Regions from separate parts of the Oryzias latipes genome. Here region 1 is linked to region 2. The links are chromatin contacts, called in public Hi-C maps. All regions are on one chromosome and are shown on one strand. Each heading gives the region's core, a stretch centred on a gene start, on an enhancer-like site or on the middle of the called end of the contact. The rest is flanking DNA. Distances are from core to core; before and after follow the strand shown. Region 1 overlaps shox2 (short stature homeobox protein 2). Region 2 has its middle 19 kb from the start of dock10.

Region 1 (3,333 bases), core at 749-3,248, 60 kb after region 2:
TTATAATTTCTCCAAACTGTTAGTAAAGAAAACTGAACAATTTGATGTTACTGCATGGGATTGGGAGTATTTATTTTTTTATGGGACAGTCCAGGATTTGCGCGCCCCCGACCCCAGTGCATGTGTTCCAACGAAGGACAGCACGCGCACTCCCGCTCAGCGGTTTCCTTCCCACACACACTTCCATGCCCTCCATTACTGGCGAGGCTCCGAATCGATAATTCAATACTTTTGGCGTCTAAATCCTGCCCCAAACGCTGAGGTGCGCAAACACTGTGGACCCGTCTACAGTCTCGGTGAAATCAGTATTAATTAATAGCTTAAGACATTGTGTTTGTGGAAAGATTGGAGAGCTAATGGGAGCTGGATTCCTATAATTATACGCTCTTGTGTCAGGTGTTTATTAAATGTTCAATAGAGGCGGTTAACATGTTAGGAAGCGAATTAGATCATTTTTAGATGCAGGTAAAAACATTCATTGTATTAGTGGTGATAAACTTTACATATATTTCATATCATCCACTTTTCGAAAATAAAAAAAAGCAAAAAGTATTACATCAAAATCAGAGCACTTTTGTATTCAGAATTATTGACATTATCTATTTAAAATGTGCTAAATGTATTTGTTTAAGGGCTATAATTAATGTTAACTAAATACATGTGTTTTTAAACTAATTATGAGTTTACTGTTGTTAGTTTTGAATCGTATTTTCTGTAACATTTGTTAAAAAATAATGAAAAGCCTTAAAAACGATTTTTAAAAAACTTTTTGTCCAAAGAATATATTTTTGAATGTTTCAAAAGTGGATATTTTTTAATTCATCCGGTAGATTTGTCCTTTATCTGGCCGTTTAGTTGGTATTAGAAATGATCAGCCCTCAAGTACAAGCCCTCCAAACCGAACAATGAATAATGCATCGGTTTTTGGCGCAGCAACAGACAGCAATGTTCGCGACTAAACGGGCCTGTCACAACAGTGACGTTATCAAAAGAGCTCCAGCTAAAGTCATGAATTATTTAAGATCAGTTCCTCTCGGTGGTATAACGACAACAACACTAATAATAAAAATAATCATAATAATAGTAATAATAATTTGTTAAAAAAACGATTGAATTGTTAAAAAAATAAAAAAGTCAACTCATTTAAGAAACTTTAGTTGATTTATTATGAGAACGAAAGACATTTCGTTAATTCACGTCTCACATGTTATGGAAAAAAGTAAAACAATTTCATGAATACTCTTTCTTTTTTTTTAAGAAACCCCTGCCTCAGGTGAGATTTTTATTTTAAAAAAACATCAAAATTACATCGGCTAAGCACGTGAATTTATTACACAGAAACAAAGTTTTTAAAAAAGGATCAAATTTCCCACAAGGCATTCATAAAGCCACTAAATAATAAAAAATAATGCATGTTTCTTGTGTATTAACATATCTTACAGGTGCCCGTACCGGTTTGCGTAAACCTAACTCCCCTAAGTGTTGTTGTTGTTGGCTGTGACTCCTTCAAAAGGACATCAGTTTGTTAATATGAATGGAAGTATGGTCACGTTTAACAAAGCCTGTGCGTGTCTCACAACCTCACGTCTGTTGGCCAAAAAGGTCCAAGGAGAAGGTCACGCAGGCCCCAACATTCACGCGTTAAAAGGACAGAGGAGACGGGACCAAACGGGGGGAAAGGTGGCTCACAAACTCATGCAAACACCGCAGAGGCATTGTTTTTTTTTTTCTTTCCTCCAAACTGGACATGAAACAGAAGAAGGAACAACTCCTAAGTTGTCTTTTTATTTGCCAAAGGTTTCCCTCTCCGTCCTTTTGCAGAGAAAGTTTTTTTGTTTGTTTTTTGAAATATGATGAGGCCAGCCTCTTTATGAACGAAGTAGAATCAGAGCAACAATAATATCACGTTAAAACCGAACACGAACAGTACAACTGCAGAGTGGTTCGCTTTGTTTGACAAAGTATCGACCGTGCCAGCTGCTTCCTCCTCCTCCTCCTCCTCCTTCATGCGCCTCCTCAGGGTGTCCCACCGGCCTCTTCAGCCATGTGTCTGCAGAGCAGGCTCCTCCTGGTGCATGAAGCCACTCTTTTTGGCTTGAAATAAAAAAAATGGAGGCTATTTTTGTCATTGTCCTCTCTATTTCATAAATAGCCTATATTTATTCTTTATTCTCCTCCTCCTTCATTTACAAAGCATAAATTAATACGTCCATGGCTAACGGATTTTTTTTCAGTTTGTCCCAGGAATATTTGTTGGGGGGGGGGTCCACTTTGTGAGGGTTTTTGTTCAGTGCCGGACGGTGTCCACGCCTCGTGTCCTGGCGTCTCCATGGCGTCACAGTCCCAAAGCGGCCGTGTGCTTTTTGGCCTTCAGTCTCAGGTCGGCGATGCTGGAGTTCTTGCTGGTGTTTTTGGCTGCCGCGGCGGCGGCGACCACGGAGGCGGCGGAGGCGGACTCCGCCGCAAGCGTGGCCAGCGGGAGTCCGAACGGTGGCGCGGGGAACATCATGTAGGGCGCATGCGCAGCCAGGTGCGAGTGCAGGTGGTGCTGCGCGTGGGCCACGGCGCTGTCCAGTTGCAGCTGCGCCTGCACCTGAAAGGAGAAGGGCGGCACGTTGCAATGACTATCCTACGGGACGGGACGCACGGATGGGGAAGAGAAGGGGGAGAACATGCGTTAACTTTGCAGTGGGTTGCTTGAAGGATCATTTTTTACTAAAGAGACTGCATCTTTCATCCATACAATGATGATGATGTTCATGAGCATGACGCACAAGGGTCGCCTTAGAGAGGCTGTTTCTCTTTAGTGAAACCCCCACTCATACACAAGCATCAATATGCAATGATTTGGGAGAAAAATGCAAACTAAAAATAAGGAAAAACATAGAACTGTAGAAAAATTGGAGTGGTTTTATCATTAAAAGTTAATAAAGTACACACTTACTGTAATGCTGTGCATTCCAGAGACTATTTTATTCATTTTTAAGCAGATGTTGTTCTTTTAATGTACTTTTTGTTGAATGTATTCTGTTTAAGCTATTTGGTTTAAAGCAAGTTGGTGCAAAGCTTCCTGTGAATATTATGTTCACTTAAAAAAATATTACTATTAAGTATTAAGGGCGACATGTGTTTCATTTCTAGAGTCTAAGCATAAACCGTAGCTTTTTTGTACAGCAAGTCTTCCATCCAAAGGGAAGGCTGCTGCAAGCAGTTGAAGAACCATGAATGCCGTTCTGTCCATACTTTTACTGACCTCCGCAGTCTGCTGTTTATTATGAAACCGAAACAACACCTTGGAGCTTTGCGCCACAAAACCAATTTTATACCTTTTGG
Region 2 (3,606 bases), core at 1,005-3,504:
ACTTCCCATGGCATTTTAACGATCTGATGGCAAACACACTGGAACCTACATCCTTTATTGTGTTATTTTTTTGCTACATGTAAAGAGAGAGTTTACAGAATGTTTATTATGTTTACACACTGCGTTGCACACCTACACAATGTGAATTATAATTAATAGTTAGTGTCACTTCAAGTATAAGCGGTGCTCAATGTATATTTAAGCACCTCAGCCTCTCAAAGTAAACACAGTGAGGAAAAAGTAATATCTAAAGCAGTAAAAATTTTGTTTTCTTATCTGTTAAAGAAACATGAATTCACTATTGGTTTAGTTGAGAGTAGCACTAAGGGCTTTGGATCAATGCTGCCTGGGAGCACATTGAGACAACAAAGACATTTACATTGTTTGATTGCAAATGTCAGTTTTCAGTGGCTATTTATCTATATCTCAATATATATATTTATGTATATATATAGAGATATATATATCTCTATATATAGAGAGAGATATATATATCTATATATAGAGAGAGTTATATATATAATTATGTCATATTAGGAGAGATTGATATTCTTCATTTTAAAGATTGAAATTTATTTACCAAACAAGAAGTCACTGGCTCTGCTTTTTACATTGAGGCTAAGGGAGTGTCTGGTCTGGAGTTAAATGGTATCAGGATAACCTCGGCTTTAACCCCACATATGAGCACTTATTGATTCATTTACTTTGAAGAGGTCTTTGAAATTTTTCCGATGAGGAACTATTGTCAGTCTGTTGGGGCATTCAAGGCACCAGTCCAAATGAGAATGTCTCCAAGCTGGAGACAGATGAGCAGACGGAAACATAAAAGATGCGAAGAAAGAGAGACAGTAAAGTACAGGCAAAAAATATTTTGAAAAAAGGGAGAAAAAGAGTAAAGAAGCTATAAAAAAATATACAAAGAAGTCCTTGTTTCAGAAACAATGACTTTCCTGCCAATAGAAAGTGATGGCTAAGCTGTTGCTATATCCATGTCCCTGACAGAACTCAGAGAGGATCAGGCTTATTGCATTACCTGAAAAAAGGGAAAGGGTAGAAATAATCAAAAATGCATCAGAAATAATGCACTTTTCAGACTCTATCCATCATTGTTTCAGCACCCTCGATCCTTTACGAGAAGTGAGTGAGCTGCGGGAGGGGGTGAGGCGCTGGCTCCCGCTCCTACCGCCAAAGAGCAGGATGGGTAATTAAATTGCGTGTCACTCTCTAAGAACTAAAATGAATGAAATAGATGAATGCTATTGCATTATGCCACAATCGTGACCTGCACAAAAAATAATGGTAGAATAATAGTTTTAGGGTACCGGCTTCGTTTCTCTGACAGCCACTTGAGTGAATATGCAACAGCACTCGCAGTCAGAAGGGTACGTCCTACACTTTGACCATGTAATGGTCCTAGCCGTCTTTCAGTTTGTTAGCCTTTTTGTGTCGTTACTTCTTTCACAGCTCTCCTTCGATCCATCTTGCCATCCATTTGCTCACCTTTCCCTCCAGAGCTGTCACGTTCGTTTTGGCCCATTTACTCGGCCAGCATGGAGTCCAAAGTAGCTGAACCGATTTAGCTGTTTTTGTTGTTTTTCTCTGAAGCAAGCAGCAAAAGCAGCGGCCTTTTTCTCTATTCAACATGCCTCCCAGACACAGGCGCCTTGCTTTGTAGTTTGTTGACTGTAAAAAGCTGAGAAAATTGTTCTGAAATCCTCAGCAAAAAGGAGTGTAAATAAAAGATCAAACCAGGGCTCTGAGCAGAACCAGCGGCCTGGTACTCAGAGCAATAACTCACCATGCGTCGCCATGCATTAGCTTGATGTGTTCACTCCGGGGTGGAGAGAGGTAGCCAGGAGCTTTTCTCTGCTTCTGCCCTGTTTACTGTACAATCACCTGAGGACATACAGTCTTTACTGGGCTAAAGTAATATATTTCATTGGAAATTTACATTTTCATAAGACACTCATCAGGGACCATTTTCCAGATGAAGATTAAAGAATTAGTGTACTCACATACTGAAGGTGTTTTCTGTTTGAAGGTGGGAAAAAAGTCTTGAAATTAATTCACGGGCTTCAAACACCTGGGACATTTGATGAGAAAGTTACATTTTTCATTTACTAGTGGTTTTGTGAGGATTTAAAACGTGGATTAAAAAAAAAAAAAAAGGAGATGTATTTGCACGCCTTGTGTGGCCCCCCGGCCAGAAGATGGCAGCACCCAGCTGTACATCAGCCTCCTCTGTTTTCTTTTTGAGCCTAGACATGCTGTGCCCAGTGATTGATAGAGATGTCTTGTGGCTGCGCTCGCTACACAGTGTTAGGTCACTGGGCTGACTGGAGGCCTGGCTCTCCTTCCTGCTCTCCACATTTAAACATGCTGAACCAGTTAACTGCGGCTTTCTTGGATCGGCTCACAAATCACCAGCTGATCAACAGAATCACTCCAGACACATCCTGGCAGTGAATACTAAACAGAACTTAACAAATAGCTGTCTAGGGAAATAAATGAGAAGACGCCAGGCATCTCCGAATACACAAGAAAACAAATGTAGACAAACCTTTAAATGACTGCTGAAACTTTGCATAGCTTTGTATAAAAGTTGTTCTACTATTGTTAAATATAAGCAGCTTCGGATTATTTCTGTTTGTACATGCTGGAGGGGATTGCAGCTCTGCTCCCGTTGGCCCTGTTATTTGATTTCCTCTTTTACAAAGGGCACAGTCAGTGCTCATGTCAAAAGAATGCATGCAATAACAAAACAAGCTTGACTGATAAATACCCACTTTTTTCTTTATGTGTGTGTTTTAATGTCTGCGTATCTTCAGGGCTGCGCTGTCAGTGATCTTCCTAGAGTGCGTCTGACAAAAACAGACTTGCACACACAACTAAAGCAGCTCGAGACTCCTCAAACCCTCTAATGATGTGTAATGATACCTACCACTGATGGAGTGCACGCACACACTCGCAGACGCACCTTCCAAACCCCTCCAGGAGCAGCAGCACCTTGCCGACTGTGGAATTACATGCAGGCGATAATCAGGTCAGCCTGCACGTCTTCAGGGATCGGAGGCGTTCATAAACATCCCTGCTGCTTTTCTGTGTTACTTCCTGCGGTAAAACAGCAAGGCGCTCCAGTCGAGCCGACACAGGCCTGCCCGCCCTTGGGTTCCCCATCCCCGTGTCTACATGGAGGAAGACACACACATATATATATATACACACACTTTCTCAGAGATATTAACACACAGCCATATCATCAGAATATTAACTGCCCTATTAGCATGGAAAACCCTCCCAGTCATCTACATCTGATTTGACATTTGGCATTGAAATCACTACCTCCACTTAAAATAATATCTAATAGCATTCTACATTTCTTTTAAAAACCGAACAAAGTGTGTGTATGGAATAATACTTGAGGTTGAAACTGGGAGCCAACTCCCTCCTCCTCTACAAACCTTCTACAAACAAAGACCAAAACAATACAAAGACGTGGGATCTGTGTATGCCTCCATTTTTTTTTGAGAATGTCAGCGTCTACTTTTCAAAGGCTTGACTCCTGCTCAGCAGTGAAATAAAAACCCTTTTCCAAATTGATTACGC

The links. Hi-C and Micro-C count contacts between places; a contact is called where the count stands out from the background.
Region 1: a Hi-C map of embryo shows a contact between it and region 2, with 1.8 times the contacts expected there. The contact joins two enhancer-like sites.

The regions. Positions count from the first base shown.
Region 1 is chr13:15,310,578-15,313,910 of ASM223467v1, forward strand. shox2 (short stature homeobox protein 2) reads right to left here. Exons shown (of 5, transcript XM_023961891.1): 5 at 1-2,593. The coding sequence ends at 2,336. Among protein-coding and RNA genes, the nearest start is that of shox2, 6.6 kb to the right of the region's middle. Within about 2 kb of position 1,999, at least 4 of the 8 cell types and tissues checked have an H3K27ac peak or open chromatin away from gene starts, as enhancers often do. A contact at or near this core is called in embryo, where this site is marked.
Region 2 is chr13:15,249,982-15,253,587 of ASM223467v1, forward strand. No RefSeq gene overlaps it. Among protein-coding and RNA genes, the nearest start is that of dock10, 19 kb to the left of the region's middle. Within about 2 kb of position 2,255, at least 3 of the 8 cell types and tissues checked have an H3K27ac peak or open chromatin away from gene starts, as enhancers often do. A contact at or near this core is called in embryo, where this site is marked.